3 separate regions of the Sus scrofa genome follow, and all the other regions are linked to region 3. The links are chromatin contacts, called in public HiChIP or PLAC-seq maps. All regions are on one chromosome and are shown on one strand. The core of a region is the stretch at or near the end of the contact, and the rest is flanking DNA. Distances in the headings are between cores, read along the strand shown.

Region 1 (3,887 bases), core at 430-2,929, 250 kb after region 3:
GGCAAAGAGCCTCCGGGTTACCTGTTTCTGGCCTGGCAGGGTCCATGTACTGTAAGATCAGCCAACTCCCTCTGCCCTTTTCAACGCATTTTTCTTTCAGGTCCAGAATTCTCATTCACTTGCCTTCTATTTTCTAGACCCATGTCCTCTCCTTTACCAGGGCCAGAACTACTTGGATTGATTAAATGTATTAAACGTATAAAGCTTACTTAGTCTCTGTTTGGCCATTGTACTCTGGGCGGCCTCTTTTGTATGGCAGGCCACTCTTCTGACCAGTTTGATTCCGTGAGCACTTTAGTTGCAGAACCTTCTAGATAGACTCCAAATATTATGTCTCTAGTCTTCCAAAAAGAATGCCACTCCACTCAGTTAACACTATAAGCCAATCAGTGTGCTAAATCCGCCCCCCTGCGATATATACCAATTTTGTTCTTAAGAAACTTCTGTTCTGGGTTCAGTATCTTTAGTGGGGGACAAGGTTTCAGAGGCCCGTGTTGAGCCCTCTTTAGCAGGGCTGCTGCAGCTTGACTTGTACCCTCCAGACCCCAGGGGTATCCTGGACCGAGTGAGTGACGGGTGCCCTGAGGCTTGTGCAGTGTACAGCCGGCACAACCGAACATGGCGGCTCTTTTAAATGTCTCCCACTTTATGAATAAAGATGGCAGGACTCATTGGATCATCATGACGTCCCTACGTCCCAAGACATAGGGGATTTCCATAGATCTCCGGTTACGGATTCGCCTGTAAAGCCTGCATGTCTGTCTGGATGGGATCACTCCCAGAAGACCAGTTTTCAAGCTCCAGGAGCAATAACATCTGGTAATAATAGCACCTGCTGTTGTTGTTTTGAGTGGCTTAGGCCTTGGGCCAGGTATTCATCAGCTGGTAGTTCCAGCTGCCCAAGCTGAGTGATGTTTGTTAAGTAGTCCTTTATCCCATTCCATTTCCTCTCTTGTGTTGACTCCCTCCAAAGACGTCGTTTATATAAATCACCAGTTTTGATGGTTCATAAACAAATCATGGAGCCCACGGCATCTGGGAGGCACACTGCAGCCTTTCTAAACTGGCACTGTGGGTATCAGCCCATGAATGGCCACCAGCTTCATTGTGAGAAATTAACTCAGCGATCAGCACATGTTTAGTCAGTGTCTACTCTGTGCAGGTGCTGTGACTTGCTGTGACGTGACAGATGCTGTAAGAAGGCAAACAATCAGAGCGGCAGCTGATGGTTTCTGAATTCTCATGCATTACCCATATGGGGCTTGTTTTAATCCTGGACGTTTATGAGGTCACTCTTAACATCTCTATTGTAATAGCTGAGGAAACTGAGACATAGAGCAGGTAGAGTAACCCACAGTCATATAATTAATAAGTGGTCACATGGGGGGCGTTGAACCCAAAGCTTTCTGACTCCAGATTTCATGCTCTGAACAAGTATCCTCTACTATTTTTCCCTCCCTGACCCCCCCTCCACCCACCAAGCTGGTCAGGATATAGCCTCATCTTTACAACGCATACATTAATGGACTGATAGGATTTTAGGAAAAAGTGAATGTGAATGCTTTATAAAAAGCAAGAAGGAAGATCCTTATTTAAGCCGACCGAATAGTATGGATGGAACAAACTGGGAATGACCTCAGGAGCACTCTGCCCCATTAGGTAATTTCTGCCAGAAAAAGACAGCTGCGCCCTTGGCTCTGTTGGTCCTCAGTTGGTTAATAACAAATAACTCTGTACCCTCAGCCCCTTGTTCTTTGACTTGGGGCTACACTTCACAGCTGACTCACCCTGCCGGTTCCGCTGGGAATTCTGCTCCTCTGATTTAGTCACGTAAGAGAGCATTATGGGAGTTTCCTGACTGCCAGGATGGGACACTGCTCGCCTCTGAACGTTTTCCAAGCTAAAGTCATTTCTGAGCGGTTCTCCTGAGGAGATCTCTAGGGTCTTAATTAAGTCTTTGAACCAGTGCTTGAGGAGTCACTGGTCTTCCATTTGAGCAGACTAGTGACTGTGTGGCGTGTCCCCCTGAGCATTCAGTGATGGGGGTGTGGGGGGAAGTGTATTTCAGCCCCTCCATTCTTCAGGAGAGAATGCTGTTTTGCCTTCTCATTTAGCTGCCAGCTCTGGCTGGACACAGAGTCTGGGGTCTCCAGCCTATGAAACGTGGGTTTGCAACCTGGAAGGAAAAGCATTAGGGAAAATAGGCTGGATGGTATGGGTCCCCACTCTGCCTTGGGTATATTCTTTTTTCTTCCATTTTTAAAGTTTTATTTTTTTATTTTTATGGCCACACCTGCAGCATATGGAAATTCCACTCTGGCTAGGGATCAAATCCAAGCCATAGCTGTGGCCACACTGGATCCTTTAACCCACTGAGCTGGGCCTGGGATCGAACCTGTACCTCTGCAGTGACCCGATCCTCTGCAGTTGGAAACTTAACCCACTGCACCATTTTTTTAAAGTTTTATTGAAATATGGTTGATTTACAATGCTGTGATGATTTCTGCTGTAAGGCAACGTGATTCAGTTATATATACACACACATCCATTCTTTTTTTTTTTTTTTTTTGTCTTTTTAGGACCACACCTGCAGCATATGGAATTTCCCAGGCTAGGGGTTGAACTGGAGCTGCAGCTGGCAGCCTACACCACAGCCACAGCAGTGCAGGATCTGAGCCATGTCTGCGACCTACACCACAGCTCAGGGCAACACCAGATCCTTAACCAATTGAGCAAGGCCAGAAATTGAACCCTCAGCCTCATGGATACTGGTCGGGTTCATTACTGCTGAGCCATGACGGGAACTCCCACACATCCATTCTCTTTCAAATTCTTTTCCCACACAGCTTATCATAGAATATGGGTAGAGTTCCCTGTGCTATACAGCAGGTCCCCGTTGGTCAGTCATTCCATAGACCTCAGCGTGCACATGCCTTAGGTATAGTCTAAGCTCTGTCTTTCTAGTTAGAGCTCCAGAAGGCAATATCTGGGAACTGTTTCTTCTCATGGAACTGCCCTTGCATTTCCCAGGCTATTCTGAGATAATAACCATAGGAAAATCACATCTTTCTTTTGCAATATGAATCGCCCTGGAGGGCAGCATCCAGCCTGCCACTACATGCCCTGCACACATTTCCACATAAGCAGCTGCTTTCATCACTTAATGCCAAGAGGAAGAAGAAAAGAAACAAAACCTTGCTTCTGCTGAGGTTGTGCTCTGCTTCCTCCTCTCTGATAGGATCTTGTAACTCTCATCCTTGCCTGTCCGCAGGGAGGCCCAGAGCCCATTCTCCAGAAATGACCTCAGTCCTGCTGGTCAGTTCACCTCAACTTTCATGGTCTCAGTGCTCCAGTTTGATTTCATTATCAGTACTCTATGTGGATTTTGGAAAAAGGCAAGAACCTATTTTTCTATTTTGACATGTGCTGAAGAGTTCCCGTTGTGGCTCAGTGGGTTAAGAATCCAACTAGTATCCGTGAGGATGCAGGTTCAGTCTGCTCGTTCAGTGGCTTAAGGATCTGGCCTTGCCGTGCGCTGTGGTGTAGGTCGCAGATGCAGCTCAGATCCCGAGTTGCTGTTGCTGTGGTGTAGGCCGGCAGCTGCAGCTCCGATTCCACCCCTAGCCTGGGAACCTCCATATGCCGCAGGTGCAGCCCTAAAACAAAACAAAACAAACCACCCCCCCAACCCCCCCAAAAAAGAAGCATGCTGAGTGTCGGTTCTGCATCAGGCACCGAGTACGAGGAGGAGAGGGGGTGTGACGTTCACGAGGAGCTGAATGAGACAAAGGAGCACAGAGAATCGGATTTTGTGAGCTCAAACACAAGGACAGCCAACACTGACTGTGTCAGTTTCCTCTTTGGAGATGTCACCAAAAGGTTCTGGG
Region 2 (3,824 bases), core at 239-2,738, 190 kb after region 3:
TAGCCAGCCTCAACTCTCAAATCCCTGTCCCTTGTTCAGTTCCTTGCTGCACAAAGAAAGCCTGACAACAAACCCAATGGCCATGTGCTGACCAAGAATTCTCTTTTTATTTTTTTTTTATAATTGTAGCTTTCATTAGTTAATTAATTTTCTTTTTAGGGCTGCACCTGTGGCATATGGACGTTTCCAGGCTAGGGGTCAAATTAGAGCTGTAGCTACCGGCCTCCACCACAGCCATGGCAACAGCAGATCCAAGCTACATCTGAGACCTATGCCACAGCTTGTGGCAACGCCGGATCCTTAACCCACTGAGAGGAGCCAGGGATTGAACCCGCATCCTCATGGATACTAGTCAGGTTCTTACCCCCCTGAGCACATGGGAACTCCCAAGAATTCCCTTTTTAATAAACATACCCTCAGGAGATACTATATCCTGAGATAGCCTTAAGATCTATCCTAAGATAGCCTCAGAGAGCTAGTCTACATACCCAGGGAAGGGCAGTGACTCTTGAACATACTTGCAAGGGGAAAGAAGACTGTTTGAATCAATCTGCTCAGTCCGTCCATTGATTATTTCACCATTATTGAACAGCTATCTGCTCCACTCCAAGTACCACTCTTGGCCCTGGGAATACACAGATTGAACGAGATGCACGACCTCATGAGCTTTTTTTTTTTTTTGCCTTTTCTAGGGCTGCTTCCCATGGCATATGGAGGTTCCCAGGCTAGGGGTTGAATCGGAGCTGTAGCCGCTGGCCTACACCACAGCTCACAGCAACATCGGATCCTTAACCCACTGAGCAAGGCCAGGGATCGAACCCACAACCTCATGGTTCCTGGTCGGATTCGTTAACCACTGAGCCACAATGGAAACTCCATGACCTCATGAGCTTAATGGTGACTGAGTCTGATGACTAGAGGACAAGTTGGAGTAGCGAGAGACTGGGGTGGATGCAGCAGCCGGTAGGGGCGGAGGGAATGGGTCCCGTCAGAGGGGAAAACGAAGGTTCTGGAATCTCTGGGATGTACTTCTGTGTTCGGTTTCGAGCCCTACCCCGAGCCTAGATAGGAATCTCTACCTGGACCCATCTGTTGCCATGGAGTGCTGGCTTGGGGACTTGAGGACAGGATGCTTCAGGCCCGCCTCTCGTGTAATTGGCACGGCTGTCCTGTCTCACGGGGCCTGTTTGGACAGGACCACTGAGGGGCGAGGGTGGCAGAGGGGGAGACTTTGACCCTGGCCGGAGCTTTCCTTTGCGGCAAGCAGACCCAGCCACGGGGACAGGTGGCACACGGTGGAACATTTCCACTGTGACCTACCTGTCTTCATTTGCTCCGCCCACATGCACAGGGTTCGCCGTCCTCCAAAGAGGAGCTGTGAGCTTTTGCTTATTTTAAAAACTGCAACCTGTGAGGAGAGAGGGTGTTCTTTGACAACATGACATCACCGAAGCCTCTAGGTGTTGAGTCATCATTATTTTTAGGCAGCTCTCGGCTTTTTTTGGTAGTTCTAAGAATAGCCCTTGTAGTCTGGACGCTACAGAAAGTCACCTCAGTAAAGATCCTGTCGCCGCTCCACAGTGGGAATGGAATGTTTTCTTCCTTTCCAGAGCTCGCATTTTACCTCCCAAACATTCTTGCCCTTGTGGGTTTTCTGTGGTCAACTTGAAAACGGTATCCAGCGCTGTCACTTGAATTTGTTCAAACCTGTGTTAGACATCCTTATTGTTGTAAACAGTGGTGGCATGAACAACAAAGGAAAAAAACCTTTTCCTTCCTAAAGGGCTCCTGGTCATCTTTAGTCAGTGCCTGTTTGGTCTGCAAATAGCTTTATCAGTGACTTCACCCGTTTTTCAACATTTCAAAACCTGTGTCTATGCCTGGTGTTTTATGGATTAAGTGGCTTGAGATACCTCCCGGGAGGGGGTGGGCTTGGGGCTGCTGCTGTTGGCATCTAGGCAGGATCAACTGAAAGAAGCCAAAATAAATGTTGTTATAGGTTCTTAAACTAAATGAGCCTATAAATCGTAAACCATATTGGAACTTGACGACAGGGCAGTAAAACGGATGGAGCCAGCCCAGAAGTGGAACTTCGTGGGTCAATTCAGAGGCTGGTTTTCCCATTGCCTGTTCAGAGCATATGCCCAAATATGATCAATTTATTTTTTGTGGCGTTTGGAAGCCTGTAAGAGCACTAACGGCTCATGAGCTGAGCCAAATGCTGTTCTAACTGTAGCATCCAGGGAGGCAGCTGCTTGGAATAAAATGAGGTGGTTGTTTAATATTAGAGTGTACCTTTTGTGTCTGGATGTGACAGAAGGGCAGTCACATGACCTCTGTCTAAGGGCAGCTGAAAAGGACCAGTGCATGTGGTGGGCTGGCTTCCGAGCACAAGCCAGGAAACTATAGGTACTCTGACAGGCTTGGGTCTGCTTTGATTTTATTATATTATATTATATTATATTTTATTTTATTTTTTCTTTTCTTTTCAGGGCCACACCTCCGGCATATGGAAGCTCCCAGGCTAGGGGTCGAATCCAAGCCTCAGCTGAGGACCACACCACAGCCACAGCAACACCCGATCCAAGCTGCCTCTGTGACCTACACTGAAGCTCGTGGCAATTCCAGATCCTTAACCCACTGAGAGAGGCCAGGGATCGACTCCACATCCTCATGGATACTAGTCAGGTTCTTAACCTGCTGAGCCACAGTGGGTACTCCAATTTTTTTTTCTTGTTTTGGCCATATATGGAAGTTCCCAGGCTGGGGATCGAATCTGAGTCCAGCTGCACCCTTTGTCACAGCTGCCATGATGCTAGATCCTTAACCCGCTGTACCAAAGGAGGAGCTCCGGTTCTGCATTTAATGTCGCAGAGCTCAAACCTGCTCCCCATGTGGGACATCCTGTCTTGAACTGGGGAAATGGCATATAGCATTGTGATGAAGAGAGCAGCCTCTGGCGTCTGTCAGTCAGATCCCAGACCCAAATCCCCTGCTTCTACTTGTGTGACCATGGGCAGTTTCTTGCATCTTTCCAAATGGCAGTGTCTTCACCTACAAAATGACATCAAGTAATAGCATGTACTTCAGAGGTTGCCGTGAGTATATAAGTGGCATCCTCTAGGATGCCTTGATGACAGGAACTGTACTGTTGCCTGCTGATAATAATTGCTGCTCATCAGTCTTGCATCATTTAAACTTTGCTTTCCTTGCCTGTGGTTGTTGCATCACTCACTGAAGCACAGTGTACTTGGTCCGCCCTGTTGGCCATTCTTGCTACCTTCAGAACTTCTGGGGTAGACCAGATGACCGCCTTTTGACGTCTGAACAAATAGCAGTTTATTCACAAGGACCAGCCCAGAGGAAAGCCCATTTGCTGTCTCTCCTGCACACAGTGCCTTTAACAGCCATAACTCCAGTGATTCATTGCCGATCCTAAGTCCTCATCCTTCTAATACTCACTAGAAAGTTTCATTTTCTTTAGTGTTGAAGGTACAGTTACAAAGACTAGATATAGTCATTTGGAAATCCCATTAATATATACACATTGATGAGGAGCCTGGTGTGTATTGGGCTTCATGTTACCATTTAAACAACATCTTTAGAAGTTTTCCGAAAAGACACATCAGTTTTGCGTTGATGATTTTCTTTTCAGTTTGGTCTATCTTTTCATTGGTTTCCAGAGAAAACTGAATTGGTCACCAAGGCCTTCTCTGCGAGCAATTAAAGTCATGTCAGATTTTAATTTCAGGAAACAAAAATCCCTTGAACCAGGATATTTTTCTCTGCTGGCGTTGCATCCTTTGCTTGGAGCACATTTTGAG
Region 3 (3,482 bases), core at 194-2,693:
AAAAAAGGGGGCGGGGTAATTATTCTCCTGGAATGGTCCTGAACTTGTGTATTTAATGAATGGTAACCTTGGAGTTCCCATCGTGGCTCAGTGGTCAACGAACCTGACTAGCATCCATGAGGACTCAGGTTCGATTCCTGGCCTTGCTCAGTGGGTTAAGGATCCAACGTTGCTGTGAGCTGTGGTGTAGGCCACAGGCACGACTCGAATCCCACATTGCTGTGGCTCTGGCATAGGCCGGCAGCTATAGCTCTGATTCAACCCCTAGCCTGGGAACATCCATATGCTGTGGGTGCAGCCCTGAAAAGATAAACAAACAAACACACAGTAACCTTCATTTCTCTATAAGGTTTTTAAAAATTTGTTTATTAAAGTAGAGTTGATTTACAGTGTTCTGTCAGTTTAAGATTGTTGTGAGGACTCAACAAGATAAACCCAACTGCTACTCAGTGACCATGAGTTCTTTGTTTTCCCCTGTACCTTCTCTCCTTCTGGGCATCATTCCTGTTTGCATTATTTGGTGTCGTGGTTCTATAAACTGCCCTATGAATAGAGGTGGTGAGGCTAGAACCCAAAATACTGCTAAGGGGAGCAGAGTTTTTTGAATTGTTTCTTTTCATAGCTGTTATTAACTAAAGTCCTGCAATCTGTTTGGCACTTTATGTTCAGTGCACACCAGTTTCTGTGTCAGAGGGATTTCATATTAGCTTAAGCTGTACTTAGATTATTTGAGAAATCAAAGGGTAACCTTTTTTATGTATTTGTTTTCTATTACACAAGAACATTCAACCCGTCTCTAATGATAAATGTGCTCATTTTTCTTTTTTCTCCTAAAAAAATCGAAGTAAAATATGTTACGTCTTATTTATGTTTCCTTCTTCTTTATGAATGTTGTGGAAGACTTTCTAAGTATTATGTTCCAGTTTCCTTTACCCCATTATAAACTAATTGAGTAGAGCAGAAATAGAAATTCTGGCCTCTCTGCTCAAATATTATGTCAGCCACTAAAATACGTATTTCCTTTGGCCTGGGGAAGTAAACATAGTCTAATATTTTCCCCTTCTTTATGTACCTCTAATATTATTCTCTGATTTTTCCTTATACACTTTTCTTGGAAACTGATTAAGCTTTAGAAAAATTTAAAAAAACAAATATCAGACAAACAAACAGACAAAAACCCTCCCAAAGCAACAACAGAACAGCCACTTCTGTCACAGGATTAATTTTCAAGATATCTTTAGAAAGATCCCCTGGAAGAAAGGGACACAAAGCCCCATTGATCTGGCCCAGAGGAAGTCAGGTCTCTGGAATTTGTTCCTGGCTCTGGTCTGAAAGAATTTCAGTCATTAATTTCAGAAAGGAATTGTCTGATGATGAGCAAAAGTTCCATCCTGCAGGCTCTTGTTTTCCCTTCCAAGAGGCAGCTGGTGTTTGGGCAGAGACCCCGGAATGGCTTTAGAGTCAGGTCCAAAGCCAGATCCCGGCACTGGGTGACAATGGGCTGATTGTTTAACTGTGAGCCTCAGTGTCCTTATCAATAGAACAGGATTAATGCTACTTACCTCATAGGATGTTGTGAGCATTGTATTTTGAAGAAGTGGAAAGTGGCTAACAGTCCGTGACACAACATAGGTGCTCAATAAATGTTAGCTTTCTTTCCTTATGCAAAGTAACACCAAGGCTTCAATCAGTCATTACTTCAATGGTCCACTCATAATGAACCACCTTGGCTTCCAAAACTTGACCTCTCCAATGCCCAAGGGTAGGAGTGGCCCCTGCTGTCCTGGCTTTTATGATCTCCCGTCAAGGCCAGGAAGGCCATCAAAAGCCCTGCCAGAGATGTAGGTGGCGGGCCTGTCCTTTCCTGGTACCCAGATCATCTTCTTTTTCACTCTGTGCTGACTCAGGGCCCAGGGGACTCACAGGTCAGGCTTCAGATGGGCTTGGCACAGGGCGCCAGGAGGCTCTATTATGTGACCAAAATCTAGGTGAACTTTGGTGGACTGGCCCAAGATATCAACCACAATTTATGAAATTATTGCTATGAGAAAATCATCTCCAAGTTCCAAGAAATTCCTGACTGCCTTTAAGAAGATTTTTTCCAAAATGGATCTCCAAGCTGATGTTTTACCTTTTAAAATTATTTTTTAATTAAAGTATAGTCGATTTATGGTGTTGTGCCAGTTTCTACTATAGAGCAAAGTGACCCAGCCATATATATGTATATATACATTCTTTTCTCATAGTATCTTCCATCATGTTCTATCCCAAGAGACTGAATATAGTTCCCTGTGCTGTACAGTAGGAACCCACTGCTTATTCATTCTAAATGTAACAGTTTGTATCTACTAACCCCAAACTCCCCGTCTATCTCACTTCTTACCCCCTTTCCCTTGGCTACCACAAGTCTGTTCTCTTACTAAGGGAAGTCAGTCAGAAAGAGAAAGACAAATACCATGTGATATCACTTAAACATGGAATCTAAAACATGGCACAAATGAGCCCATCTACAAAACACTTTACTTTTTTTTTTTTTTTTTTTTTTTTGTCTTTTTGCCATTTTCTTGGGCCGCTCCCGCGGCTTATGGAGGTTCCCAGGCTAGGGGTCGAATCAGAGCTGTAGCCGCTGGCCTGTACCAGAGCCACAGCAAGGCAGGACCCGAGCCGCGTCTGCAACCTACACCACAGTTCACACCACAGCTCACGGCGACGCCGGATCCTTAACCCACTGAGCAAGGCCAGGGATTGAACCCGCAATCTCATGGTACCTAGTCAGATTCGTTAACCCCTGAGCCACGACGGGAACTCCAGCACTTTACCTTGTTAATCTGTTTCTCTGATGCTCTTACTAAGCACTTTCCCTAATGACCATCCCACCCTCTATTCCCACAGCATTTATTGTCTGTACCATCTGTTGCCTATACATGTAGCTCCTTTTCCTCCTGTGTGTATCTCACATCCCCAGCAGATCTGAACGTTCTTTGGACAGAAGGTATGTCCTACACAAGTTTGTGTTTCCCGTGGCTGGCCTGTTACAGAGACCCCATCCGTCTCTGTGAAATCTTGTTCTGAACAGAGGAATAAAGGAAACCGAAGCACACACTCAGGTCCTCTTTTCTGACACAGCAGGCAGAGCTGTCCGCCCTTCTCTCCTCCGTTCTCACCTCTCCAAGACACAGTGGAGAGACACTGTGGCGGCTGCCTCTGAAGGTCAAGGAGCCAGGTGGTTCTTCTCCTTTTTTCCCAGCTCTCACCATGGACCTGACCCCTTGCCAATTGCTACTTTGGGGGGCAGTTCATTCTTTTCCCAAATGTGGTGCTCAGAGAAAATTTTATTTTTATTTTTTCATTTTTTATTTTATTTTTTGTACTTAATAATTTTAATTTTTTCCATTATAGCTGGTTTACAGTGTTCTGTCAATTTTTTACTGTACAGCATGGTGACCCAGTTTCACATACACATACATTCTTTTTTCTCATAT

The links. HiChIP or PLAC-seq counts read pairs in DNA pulled down with a chosen protein or histone mark.
Region 1: an H3K27ac HiChIP or PLAC-seq map of skeletal muscle shows a contact between it and region 3, with 9 times the contacts expected there. The contact joins two enhancer-like sites. A contact is called at or near these places in 1 of 47 Hi-C or Micro-C datasets (embryonic fibroblasts) and 1 of 2 datasets of contacts at active chromatin or transcription factors (skeletal muscle).
Region 2: an H3K27ac HiChIP or PLAC-seq map of skeletal muscle shows a contact between it and region 3, with 6 times the contacts expected there. The contact joins two enhancer-like sites. A contact is called at or near these places in 2 of 47 Hi-C or Micro-C datasets (embryonic fibroblasts and subcutaneous adipose tissue) and 1 of 2 datasets of contacts at active chromatin or transcription factors (skeletal muscle).

The regions. Positions count from the first base shown.
Region 1 is chr7:41,148,628-41,152,514 of Sscrofa11.1, reverse strand. The region is part of intron 2 of RCAN2 (calcipressin-2); the gene reads left to right. Among named protein-coding and RNA genes, the nearest start is that of RCAN2, 130 kb to the left of the region's middle. Within about 2 kb of position 1,679, at least 4 of the 83 cell types and tissues checked have an H3K27ac peak or open chromatin away from gene starts, as enhancers often do. A contact at or near this core is called in skeletal muscle, where this site is marked.
Region 2 is chr7:41,209,220-41,213,043 of Sscrofa11.1, reverse strand. The region is part of intron 2 of RCAN2 (calcipressin-2); the gene reads left to right. Among named protein-coding and RNA genes, the nearest start is that of RCAN2, 72 kb to the left of the region's middle. Within about 2 kb of position 1,488, at least 9 of the 83 cell types and tissues checked have an H3K27ac peak or open chromatin away from gene starts, as enhancers often do. A contact at or near this core is called in skeletal muscle, where this site is marked.
Region 3 is chr7:41,394,617-41,398,098 of Sscrofa11.1, reverse strand. All of the region lies in intron 6 of CYP39A1 (cytochrome P450, family 39, subfamily A, polypeptide 1), which reads left to right. Among named protein-coding and RNA genes, the nearest start is that of CYP39A1, 29 kb to the left of the region's middle. Within about 2 kb of position 1,443, at least 6 of the 83 cell types and tissues checked have an H3K27ac peak or open chromatin away from gene starts, as enhancers often do. A contact at or near this core is called in skeletal muscle, where this site is marked.